Linked DNA regions of Bombyx mori: region 2 is linked to region 1. The links are chromatin contacts, called in public Hi-C maps. All regions are on one chromosome and are shown on one strand. The core of a region is the stretch at or near the end of the contact, and the rest is flanking DNA. Distances in the headings are between cores, read along the strand shown.

Evidence for each region. Hi-C and Micro-C count contacts between places; a contact is called where the count stands out from the background.
Region 2: a Hi-C map of posterior silk gland shows a contact between it and region 1, with 1.5 times the contacts expected there. The contact joins two enhancer-like sites. A contact is called at or near these places in 3 of 7 Hi-C or Micro-C datasets (posterior silk gland and whole pupa).

What each region holds. Positions count from the first base shown.
Region 1 is chr14:4,680,739-4,687,547 of ASM3026992v2, forward strand. All of the region lies in intron 1 of LOC101736508 (E3 ubiquitin-protein ligase goliath), which reads left to right. LOC134200079 reads left to right here. Exons shown (of 3, transcript XM_062672025.1): 1 at 1-6,809. Among protein-coding and RNA genes, the nearest start is that of LOC134200084, 7.6 kb to the right of the region's middle. Within about 2 kb of position 3,648, at least 2 of the 8 cell types and tissues checked have open chromatin away from gene starts, as enhancers often do.
Region 2 is chr14:4,737,192-4,744,000 of ASM3026992v2, forward strand. It overlaps LOC101736508 (E3 ubiquitin-protein ligase goliath), which reads left to right. Exons shown (of 12, transcript XM_062672019.1): 3 at 4,373-4,570. Among protein-coding and RNA genes, the nearest start is that of LOC134200084, 49 kb to the left of the region's middle. Within about 2 kb of position 4,175, at least 6 of the 8 cell types and tissues checked have open chromatin away from gene starts, as enhancers often do.

The DNA.
Region 1 (6,809 bases), core at 2,398-4,897:
GTGTTCATAAAATAATCGAAATTCAACCATAGTTACTGACCCTGAAGATTTAGATTGATTTTATCCGTGTAGTGTAACTACATCGTTTTTTTTTTGCTTTTCGACTGGCGTTTTGAACAAAAAACATTCAAAAGAATAAGACGTTCATCGAAATCGCCTCAATAGTTTTTCACCGAACAAACAAACACTATTTTTTATTATTAGCCTTAACTTTACAAAAAAAGGTTTTAAAGTTAATTAGAACATTGCTGATGAAAAGCATCATACTATCAAACATCATCATCATCATAGTCTGTTACTCTTGGCAGAGCGGTCGTGGTCATGATGTGGAATCCTTGTTTATTATAGCCTTGACAGTTGTTCTCCATAGTTTGCGAACTGAGGTTTGGCACACGCACTCGTTAAATGAAGTTTTGGTAAGGTTTTTCACTTGGATCAGTCCAGCGCATGGGGCTTCGTCCACGAGGTCTTTTACCGTTTATCATACTATAGATAACCCTAAAATATATATATACAATCTCTCTCGCTCACACAGACACACACACGCGCACGCACGCACGCACGCACGCAAACAAAGACAGAAAAGGATTATTTATCAAATCACATGTGCTCATAAGTAAGTCGTCTAGTCTCTAATTCTGAATCCAATATGTGTTCGTAATTGGATGTTCGATGACGACAGACACGTGAGTCGCGATACGTGAGCCTGCACTCGTCAGGATTCCAAATTACATTATTTGATTGACACTGCAGACGTTACTTGCATTTGTACTAGAGGACAGAATACGACGCATTTGAAGCTTCAATTAAACAGCTTAGAGCAGGGGTTCTCAAATTTATTTTGTCTACTGCCTACTTTGAGAATAAATTATTTTTTAGCGCCCCCATTTTTTCGCTTTCTTAAAAACCACTATAGCGAGAACACAGCCGGAGTCTTAGGATCCTTCTAGATGAAATTACAAATCGCCTTTAAAGCCTCCTACACAACGCCCCCATTTTTTTCTGGGTCTCTTATCGCCCCCCTTTAGGCCTGTAGCGCCCACAAGGGGGCGTTGTCGCCCACCTTGGGAAAGGCTGGTCTAGAGAGACCATATCAGCGTAACCCTAACTAGTAGGTGAGCTCACGGGGCTCAAACCTGACGATGTTGCTAACACGAACCCTAGCAAGAGCCGTGCTTCACAGAATCTACTGCCAGATAGGACACGCGACCCACTGAGAAGATCCGGCGAGAAACTCAGTGGGCTAAAACAGTGCTCCGCTACGTAAATCAACTTTAATGAATACGTTTCGTATTCAATTCGATTGCTGCGAGTCTAAGATTAAAACGACTTTTACGCCTTAATCTCTAGTTTTTTATAGTTCTGATCACGGAATAGATAAATAAGGTTCCTTATTATCCTACCTTATTTATCTATTCCGTGGTTCTGATATTATTTGCGACTTTTCGAATACTTTACAGTTTTCGTTGTCAGTAACGACTAACTGTTACAATTGTACAATTGTACACAGTACAATTGAATTTGAGCGACATTTGAAATATTGTGTAATTTTGGAACGAAGTTCTTTATGGGACGATGCAGAGGGTTACCCTAACCGGGAAAAAACGTCCGTAACGTAAGATTTTTTCTATTTCGGCCGTAAAGCAGTAATGCGTTTCGGTTTGAAGGGTGGGGCAGCCGTTGTAACTATACTTGAGACCTTAGAACTTATGTCTCAAGGTGGGTGGCGCATTTAAGTTGTAGATGTCTATGGGCTCCAGTAACCACTTAACACCAGGCGGGCTGTGAGCACGTCCACTCATTTAAACAATAAAAAAAAAAACATCCATAATACTTCACACGGTGTTCGTCCGCAATCCATTTTCAGAGGTCCTGTTTTGGCCAAACATGATACGTTTTTTATTGAAAATAAGTCTTACCTCCCATGTCAGTGTAATGTGACGTGCTCTTGTTTTGGAAATTGTCTGATGTTCGACACTTGTGTGGTTTTCGTTAAATGCTATCAGATGTGTATGCAATGGAAACCACATGTGAAATATTCAGTTAAAGAAGTATAGGCTGTCGATACGCGTCATAGTATATACATCGGGTTTGTTGCAAGCGTAAAGTTCTATCGTGAGACGGGTCAACGATTTCTTACACAAACGCGGCGGCATTTATTTTAAAAATAAAATGTACTTCATAGAAATTCTGTTTTGATAACATAGTTTTGTTGCGTTAGTATTAAAATTAGAATCTATCGAATTTATCCTACGGGTTCATTACTGTGCGTTTATATTAATATAGTATACATATTTTTAAAAATATATCCACGGAAACAATACAGGGACGTATATCTATATTAATATATAGTGTTTTTACGGATGTTCCGTTATAACTACTGAACCATGCATCCGATTGACTTGAAACTTGGTATCTATGTAGAAAATACATGTACTTAATGGATAGGTTAATATTTATATGAGTGTTGGACTCCCTACAGCAGTTACGGGGTCGTTAATGATGAGAATCTTTGTGGGTGTGAGAAATAATAATGTTAATTTTAAATGCCCAACGAAGCGGATCGGGTACAGCTAGTTTATTTATATCAATATCATATAGTTGAACAGACTTTTAATCGCCAACGCAACGTTTAAATACAAATAACAGATCGAGACAAAAGAATACCTTGGACGTCACCCTACTAATGATATAAAACCTACGTGTTTTAATTTATTGTTACGATAAAAGTTTGTAAACAGTACATCGTAGTTGATTGTACCTTCTCATTTAATTAGGGCTGCGAAGTCAATAAATTTATGTACGTAACTAAATCCGGATTATAAATTAAGTTGAATGAATTCTTAAATAACAAATTAGAGGCTAAACAGGAAGTGTTGGCACAGGGAAAAGGTTTCATTCAGTCTCGCTTCGTGTCTGATTAAGAAATACTTCCTGCGGTGCTGACGAATATAGCTATACGGAAACTGAATGGCCTCGGGTTGCGCTGGTTGCTCTGTACTCTGCTGAGCGTGGGTGGTAACGGATGAGCATCGAAAACAAAATCAACAAACTTATTTTAAGAGAGATCATCAATATCCTGAACTGCTGTAACAGTTTGGCGATCTATAGTCAATCGTAATTATTGTATGAAAACTAAAAAAAAAAAAAGTGGTCAAATAGTAAACCGAACTAACAATTAATTTCATCTTTTTTTACTGTTTTTTTTTATCTTTTATTGCCCGTGTAGGCAGATGAGCATACGGCCCACCTGATGGTGAGTGGTTACCTTCGCCCATGGACTTCAGCAAATGTAATAATAAAATAGATTAACTACTGATGGTAGGACGTCTTGTGAGTCCGCACGGGTAGGTACCACCGCCCTGCCTATTTCTGCCGTGAAGCAGTAACGCGCTTCGGTTTGAAGAGCGGGGCAGCCGTTGTACTATACTATTGTATAAAAATGTTGTTGAGGTGTACTATTAACAATACATTAATAAATAAAATACGTACATTCAATAAATAGATATATACCGCTTGCATATAATATGAAATCACTATATGATTTATATACATAACGTAGTGATTATAGAGCTATTGACAATGCTTGTGGTCTTAATCTGTTGAATGTCGCGATATAAATAGACACAGCTTTGAGCTTTATATCGAGCGGAGAAGGGACGCGTGGATCTCGTTAAATTAACTTCGGTGCCATGTTAGTGTGACCATATGGTGGGACTGTGGAACGCATTTTAATTGTCTATTTGTGTTTAACGGGGTTTATTACGTTTTTAGCCTTCAATGTTATTACATGTGAGTGGACATATTCATAGCATCGTATACATTTAACATACCCTCTAACATCTGGAGGTATAATAACCATTTATTTGTCAAATTATAATAACTACAGAACGGGTACAAAACAAATAGAAGATATGCTTTTAAATTGAAATATTCTGTGATCGAATATCTACCTATACGTATTTATTCTCAATGTAAACCATTTTCCTTCGACAGACAATGTTTACCGTTATCATTATCCTGCCCTTCTCCCAGTCGCCTGGGGTCGGTGCAACATGTTTTCTCCTTCCATACACTCTATCATATACCATTTCTTCGCTCACTCCCTTCTTACCTATGTCTTTCACGCAATCCATCCATTTCTTCTTAGGTCTACCTCTTCCTCTATATCCTTCCATATTCATAGTTAACATTCTCTTACCAACCTCATTTTCATTTCGTCTCATCACATGTCCATACCATTTCAAACGCGCACTTCTCAGCTTCTCTGTCACAGGTGCCACTTCAGACTTCCTCTAACATATTCATTCCGTATTCTATCCATTGTGATGATGATGTTTACCGTTATATGAGTAAAAATCACAAAGGAACAATATAAAAATAGTTTTAAAATAATTATGGTGTATTTTCTATAGTAAACTACATTGTAGGCTATTTTTGAAGTTCGTCTGATACAGACATTCAAAATGATTTGTAAATTGTAAAATAAAACAAAAAATAAAGTTATTTCACGTTTAAATATGTTATTAATTTATAGCAAAACAAAGAAACGTCTCGAATCGTGTATAGAAAGAAAAAAAAATGTTAATTTAAACAAAGAGAATCTGAAATGTTATTCATTAACTTAATTAAGTGACGTCTACGTTAGAATAGTTGTTTTCGTGAAATTTCGTTAATTCAGAGTGTGTACTTAATTAATTTTCGAGTTTTTTTTTCCTATCTATTCTAGTAACCTCGAGGGGGTTATTCTAGATTCACCGAGCGAGTAGGTGAGCTCACGGGGCTCAAACCGAGAGTGTTGCTAACACTGGCCCTAGCAAGAGCCGTGCTTCGCAGAATCTACCACCGGAGAACGATGACCGGTGCTTGAGGTATCTAAAAGCACCGATCGGGAGGATCCGAAATGACGTGTTTTGGGCGACGTCGACTGTTTACCATTCGGTCCGCAGGATCGGGAAGCCACGATGAGAAGAGGGCTCTCGTGTTGTGCCGCTTTCTCGAAATTTGCGCACTGATACCGGCTGTACGTACATACTTACTGATGGAATTTAGGTCCATGTCGTCGTGGAGGTCCACGTTTCGGATGTATTGTAACTCCACTTGTACAATCTTTAGATATGTGCTCACTACAGAAAACACCGCTTTTTTCCCGTTTTTTTTCAGACTACCGCCTTTTTTATTATATCTTGTCCCCACTACTGCCATTTCTCACACCGACAGTGTTGCTATTTGGCAATCCGAAAATTTTCTTAGTTTTAACATGATCATTTTAGCTAGTTTACAACAAACCTTACAGTCATTTGATAGTCTTTATAATATAAAACTTAGAAATTAATATTTTCTTAATATGAGTCGTGGAAGTAACGTAATTGTGATATCAATAGGCTTTCTCGTAGCTAGCTACACGGCACAGCTAGCTACAAGGCACGCTAGCCACGAAAAGCTGGAATCACCTCTTAAGCTGTCTGCGAATATGTAGGTACATAAGGGGGAAAAAGCTCTCTTGTAGCGGGCATCGTTAAGAGAAGGTTAAGAGTTAGTTTGGCCAGCTGATACAATACAAAAACAGGTTTCCCTTTTTCCTGTAGTACTAAAGTAATTTGGCCTTGAACAGCTATTTTTTTTATTTTATTTCGTGGATGAGTATGCTAGTACGAGCTTATTGTAGCAAACTGTTATATAGGTAACAGGACTCATAGACATAGTAACCTGAATACCATGAACCATAAGGAATGAGGTCGAAATATTTGAAATCGAAATGTTTAAAATAAAGTACTGGTAAAATATAGTCTACTGGTGGTAGGACCTCTTGTGAGTCCGCGCGGGTAGGTACCACCACCCTGCCTATTTCTGCCGTGAAGCAGTAATGCGTTTCGGTTTGAAGGGTGGAGCAGCCGTTGTAACTATGCTTGAGACCTTAGAACTTATATCTCAAGGTGGGTGGCGCGTTTACGTTGTAGATGTCCATGGGCTCCAGTAATCACTTAACACCAGGTGGACTGTGAGCTCGTCCACCCATCTATGCACAAATAAAAATTAAATAAAACTGACAGTTTCATGATTTAATTGAACTTCAATAAAGTTTACTCCATTCAAATAGCCGAAGAAATTTTTTTGATACGATATTTTTTCCAAATTTTAAACTTTAAATGACTCCCCTGTAAAGATACGAAATAGTTGCTTAAACCATTTTTTATTTATTGCTTAGATAGGTGGACGAGTTCACAGCCCACCTGGTGTTAAGTCGTTACTGGAGCCCATAGACATCTGCAACGTAAATGCGCCAAAATTTACTGTAACAATACAGTAAAATTGTCTTTACTACTACTACGCAAAAATTTAGATAGTATTACAAATGCAAATACAAGTTAGATTGTAATATTAATACAGAACTTCACAAAAACATACATGCATGTAACCATTACCCAATTCCGTCCGAATCCTTGAAATAACAGCTCGCAAACGTTATATGTACATAAACCAGTTACATTAAAATGATGCAACTCGCTTCGTGCCGGTTTATTTTAGATTTTTATCGGAGTTTAAAATTTGAACCGAATCTCGTTAGTTGTAAAGTTCGATTTGTCTTAACGCATGATGTCGGTTCGCTGGAGATGTATCCAGTTTGAGGGGTTCCGAGTGCATTATTAGGTCGGATATCGGGCCTGTTTTGTAACAGTTTCACGATTAAGATACGGATAATTGCGTAATACTGTAAATTAAACACAATAAGGCTTTCTATAGAGTCTAAAATTCATTGTGTGGAAATAACTCGAATTGGATACTGGAGCCCAGACAACCATCAGATC
Region 2 (6,809 bases), core at 2,925-5,424, 57 kb after region 1:
AAGGTAAATTTCTTGTCTCCTAGATAGGGTCGCCACAACATGCATCCACAAAGTTAAATTTCACTTAAATTTCCCGATCCCTTTCCCAGCGAAAACACTCCTCAAATATAGAACGTCAGATATTTAAAAAAAAAAACTGGTTAGTCATTAAGTAAATAAAATAATAATAATAAATATTTTACTAACGATCACGCCACGTTAACTAGTCCCGTGATAAGTTTGTAAAGAACTTGTGTTACAGGTACCAGATAACGGAAATAAATGTAAGATTTTTATTATACACATACATATATTTAATATACATCCATAACCCTGGAAAAGACATTTATATTTATCATACAAATATCTTCCCTTGGCGGGATTCGAACCCGCGACCCCCTTTTGTAGTGACCATGTCACTTACCACTACACCAGAGACCATTAGGCAACAACTAGGGATAATCTAGATATTGTAATCTGTAATTAGTAGTTTACCAGAATTTTCTACCATAAATCGAACAGAAATTAACAAAGCTTGTTTTAAACATACTGCAAAGTCTTCTGCACAGCCTTGAGTTCCGATGTTTATTCAACAAGCATGCGGTCGCTTTGCTGTCATAACCATATTAATTTACAATTCAAAATACAGACGAGAACTAATTTTATGTTCCGCAAAAGAGGTCTATATGTGTAAACTTGAAACATTTCGTTATCTTGTTCATTTTAGAATATATTATGTTGCGATGTGCAATATTATGGAGAATTAATTTAAAAATTATTGCGGTGAAATTTTTTTTTATATTGTGGTTTATCTCGAACCAGTCAAACCAGTACACATTTCTTCGTAACTGTCTAGAATGAATTTCAATGGTGTTATACCTAGAGCCAACAATTTACAATGACCCAAAAAAGCCCAATGGTTGAAGTGTTGGGCAATTGTGTTTTCCCATCCCCTAAAGTCCAAGTATCAATTCCCACCTACCATGTACCCGCGTATAATGACGATTTCACCTTCGAAAATTTACAAAGAAATCCATTTAGCGTCGTACGAAATATGAGTATATCAGTAGGTCCTTTAAAGTAAACCGATTCGTCCATTTAAAGTATGACTGTTTTATCAAAATTGAAAAGTGATATGAACACGCAATGTATGCTTTTGTGCGTGTGTTATATTGTTTCCATGTCTTGTTCTAAGCAGACAGTATGCGTATGTAATCATACAACACAATAAACAGAACATAAATGAATGTTTGAACATCCCATCGTGTTTGTACAACGAAAGTTTCAGGGATTATTCATTTTATTCAGTAACGACAATAAAATATTTAAAATTTTAAGCTAGTTGTATGTATATGATTGGCCATAAACCGCTAACTTACGGCTTTTTACCAACGTGTCTATCCCCGGTCTTGCATGGCCTCGAAATTGCGAATCATTGCTCGCGTATATGATGAAGCACAGGAAAATGCAAATGTGCAAAATTTCATGATGACACGTGGATAGTTCCACAAGAAGTTGTCTACATTGGCAGTTGACATTGGTTATTCGAACACGAACAATTAATAGACTCTTACACTCGCCTTGGATCATTTTGCCTCTGTTTGTTTTTACTTCGGCTTGGCTATCATCTAGTTTCGTTGGCGCCAATTAGGCCGCGAGACTGCCAACAAATTATACAACAAACACTATGATAATCGCTCACAATATAAAGTACAGACAGAAGAAACACTTTATAAAATATTGAAAAGATTGTCTAATGACTATGAAGACGATTTAATTAAGTCATTATCCAATGGAAAGAAAGAACCGGACCAAGAGTCCATTAATAATCCATTAATATTAAGTCAATTTGATATTAGCGTGAAGTGCGTTCAATATTTAAAAAATATATCGGAAAGGTTGGCACGAGTTGTATACACCCCTATTTTTTAATTAGTACAAAAAATTTAACTGGGCTCTAAGTATCTTTAACTAATCATATTTGTGTAGTTAAAAATAAAAAACACTAAGTCTCAAAACTGTCCACAAAAATACGTAATAACTGGTAAATGCTAAATAATTATAAAAAAAATCAATCAATGACCGATAGTAGGTACGTGCGGCAGGGTTTGGGTACCTACGGGGCGCTGCTCCATTGATAAATTCCGGGAAACTCAAGTCGAAGCCCACCAACCACCCCTTGTCCCTCTGCGCCCGCGCCGCGCCCCGACGCAACAACGACAAAAAACAGTGCTAAATTGTTATCCGAAGTGTGCGCATGCTTTTTTTCGTTGCAACAGTTGTTTGTTTAAGTTTTCCCTGACGCGATGGCTTATCAGTTCACATCACGGGAGTATGTAGCTATGCTTCGTGCGTACTTTTTGAGTGGAGAAAACGCGAGTGCAGCTGTACGTATGTACAGGGAAGACACCCAAACGCTCGACAGCCAAATGTGCGAACCTGGTAAATGCTTACCAGCGTTTACTAGATCACGGTTCATTCCACGCACGGTCACCTACGTACGTCAAGAACGAGGAAGACCAGCGTTGTCACAAAATCTGTACGACGATGTACTAGCGTATTTTGAAGAGGATCCCTGGCGGAGTACAAATGACGCTGATCGACGGTTTAACATCAGCCAGTCCTGTGCCTGGAAGATTATTAATAAGGCTGGATTACATCCATATCACTAAGGAAATCTCAAGAATTAACGCCCATGGACTTCTTTTTGTGGAGTGAAATTAAGAGACGTGTGCACAGAAGCGAGCGAATTAGGCTCGAATGATTAAAACAGCGCATATTGGACGCTATTCAAGAAGTGAAAAGACAGAGAAGCGTACTTTTCTCGTTAAAAACAATTTAATGAAACGAGCCCGTCTGTGTATTAACAATAGTGGCGGACATTTCGAAGGACAATTGAAATACTTGTAAGTTTAGTAAATAATACCTATGTAAATAATTATTGTAAATATCACCTGATTCTAACTTCATAAATATGCCAAAATTTCTCTTTTCTTTTAGTACAGAATACCTTATTTTATTGTAATATTTGTTTATTGTTTTCTAATCACATATGTATTTAATTAATTGTAAAAAGGTAATTTTGCCGGTCCTAGGCCCGGATGAATATGAAAGGAGAGGTTAGAATTTAGAAAATTAAATAAAGTAGGTAACTACATCACATGTTCTTTTGTTTCATTTTATTGTCTAAGGCCATCTACGTCACAAGTGCGACAGTACGAATGCGAATGAGTAGGATGGAATACCATCAATGAAGTTCAATGAACTAATGAATGGTTTGTAAAGTAATATGTCCATGATTTCAGTGAGATTTTTTACAATAAACAAATGATAATAACTTTGCTATTTAAAGGTATTATGAAATTTTTCCGTCACATATATGATAATAATGTCTTCCCTAATATGTCCTTAAATTTTTTGTACTAGTTATAAAATAATGGTGTATACTAACGAACTTCGAGCCAGACATTCAATTTCGTTAGATGGGATATAAAATTATTGTTAACTAGCGACCCGCCCTCGCTTCGCTTCGGAAACATTAAAACACAAATGAAACAAAAAAAAAAAAATAAAAAAAAAAAATAGTAGCCTATGTTCATCAGGGACAATGTCGGCTTCTAATGGAAAAAGAATTTTTCAAATCGGTCCAATAGTTTCGGAGCCTATTCGAAACAGACAAACAAATCTTTCCTCTTTATAATATTATTAGTATATTAGTATTAGTATAGATAACAAACATTAATAAGAATGAAAGTGTGCTAAATGGAGCAAAACCGGCCGGATCGTCCGACCGTAACCTAGGATTCCCTTTACTTTGGGAACAAGATATAAATGCGTATATAAGTTTAAATATATTCATATATAGATAATAGCTATCGAACGAAGATAGAGAAGAATACTAGACGAAGAGTAACTTGTTTATCACACGAATGTTTTCGCGATGTCGCAATCGAAAACAACCCTCATCGCAAGAGTCCGGGGCGTGAACTACCGCACGCTAAATACCGCACCAATTTTCAATTGCTCAATTGATTTCAATATGTTTTTGATTACATAGTTAAACCGTATTTGGGTACTCCAGATAGTTCTGGAAGCTTCATACATAATATGTTTCAATATCAAACAAGTATGTTCATTATTGTTAATGTTACGTGCGTATCTGTTATCGTAATCGTTTGCGGTCATCAGACGGGGTTATTGCTTACGGATGTTGTTACAGCTATTCCTTATCAGACTTTAGTGCAACAATTGAAGGAGCTCCAGGTCACGCGCACTTGTTAACGAAATTGAATAATGAAGTTAACATCCTTGCTTACTTATACCTCAAACAATTCAAACAGAAACTATTTGTATTTTGTTTCGTCGGTAATGTTATTGTATTTTTGTTTGACAGTCCGGAAAATATGGCGAAGGATTCGTTGGGTCATCGAGCGGGGTCGGCGTGCACATCAGAGCCAAGGGCCCGGGCGGGGAAAGGGACCACACCGGCTGCTCGTGGCCCCTGCTGTCAACCACCGCGCCCAATGAACCTTTACCTCAAGAGCCCTGGATTGCTCTCATAAGACGAGGCAGCTGCAATTTTGAACTAAAGGTAACTCTTCACCAGCAAATTTTATATTAAATAAATCCTCCAAAGTTAGTCACTGGTGGTAGGGCGTCTTGCGTGTCTGCACGGGTAGGTACCACCACCCCGCCTATTTCTGCCGTGAAGCAGTAATGCGTTTCGGTTAGAATGGTGGGGTAGCTTTGTAACTATACTGAGACCTTTAGAACTCATATCTCAAGGTGAGTGGCGAAATTTACGTTGTAGATGTCTATGGGCTCCAGTAACCACTTAACACCAGGTGGGCTGTGAGATCGTCCACCCATCTAAGCAATAAAAAAAATTTTGTAACGTCAATCATACTAATTGTTCCCTTCTCTTTAAAGTTATGTTACACACAAAATATGTACCGCATTATCTATACTTAATATTATAAAGAGGAAAGATTTGTTTGTTTGTTTGTTTCGAATAGGCTCCGAAACTACTGGAACGATTTGAAAAATTCTTTTTCCATTAGAAGCCGACATTGTCCCTGATGAACATAGGCTACTTTTTTAACTTTTTTTTTTATTTTTATTTTTTTGGTTTCATGTGTGTTTTAATGTTTCCGAAGCGAACCGAGGGCGGGTCGCTAGTAATTAATAAATCGGTACTTTTCTATATCAATATATAGTCGTCAATTCTAAATAATGTAGTATTCGTTGGTATACAAATAATATAATCTATATTAAAACATCATAATAAATAGTGGACTATTAACCCAACGAAATGAGTGTACCTACAGATATCAGACACAGAGTGAACACACCGGCCTTATCTTTATTGTTCACGTATTATCGACTTTTATGTCCACGTTTTTTCGTTTACATTATACCGGCCGGCACTCATTTGAAATACCACAATAGTACAACAAATATAAAAATTCTTCTTATAAAAATTCTTCTAATAAAAATTCTTCTTCTTCTTTTTCTCCACCTTATCCCACTAGGTGGGGTCGGCACAGTTAATTTTTCTTTTCCATTCTCTTCTATCAGCCGTCATTTCAACACTCACTCCTCTCTCTCTCATATCGTCATTCACACACTCCATCCATGACTTCTTCGGTCGACTTCTTCCCCTCTACCTTCCATTTCAATACATCTACCATACATAAAAAAAAACATTATTTTTCGTAAATAATACCTGCTTGACGTTTCTTTTAATGGGCACGGGCGTCGCCCATATCTAGATACGAATGTGTGTAAAATTATCGTTCATAAATTCGATGGAACTATGTCACGAGTGAAATAAATTTTCACCTACCCTCTTGAGGTTATATCGTTGCTTTTGCGGATCAAGATCGTTCGTATATTAATCTGAAAATGACTTTGTTTTAGTAGAACAACGTACTATTTTCTAACAGTCACATAATATAAACAAAATTTATAGCACATAAAATACTGAACACCAATGTAAAAAGTAGACTTGGTATCCGGTTTTCTTACAATACATTTTGTGCCGACGTGACGATCGCTGGATGTTACATAAGTATAAAGAATGAACCTATAGCTATCTTTAAATAAATTACACCGTGATGTCCTCTGTTAATTGGCATATTAAAAGCTTTTGAATCAGCGAACAAATGACAGTTTTTTTTTCTGTGTCGTTTTAAAGACTATCAGCTAAATTATTGCGAATACTTAGAAGGATTTTGTTTATATTCTATTCTTTATTAAATCTTAAACGTCTTTGGCGATAGCTCGATCAATGTTTGTATTGATTTTTAATAATATATTTACCTTAACCCTACATACATTTGATTTGTAATGTAGACGAATAGTGGTAGGATACAGTAACATAAAATAAAAGACGTAACAGAATTTTCTGACATAATTCTTTATACTAGAGCTCCCGCAGTAGTCGAAATTCGACTATAATTAATTGGAATTGTAAATTTGTACACTATTATGATTGTATTTTATACTTCTATAATCACAAATTTCCCCAAGGCTACACTATAAAAAAATATTAATAAAGACAAACAATATTTAATCTATTCTCAATTTGACAACAGACGTCAAGAACAAAATTTTGACAATAAATAGTATGCATGCGTGTGTGCGTCAAATACATGGTATGTAGTGTGTGTAATGTTTTCTTTATTGATTTAATGTATTTTTTATGAATTATTTTAAAATAATATTAGCATTGTGCACTTCTTCTCTATATTCTCTATAAGTGTGGAAAATTTCATACTTCTCCGTCCGCACAATTTTCGTAAAAAGGGATACAAAGTTTTTGCTTCACG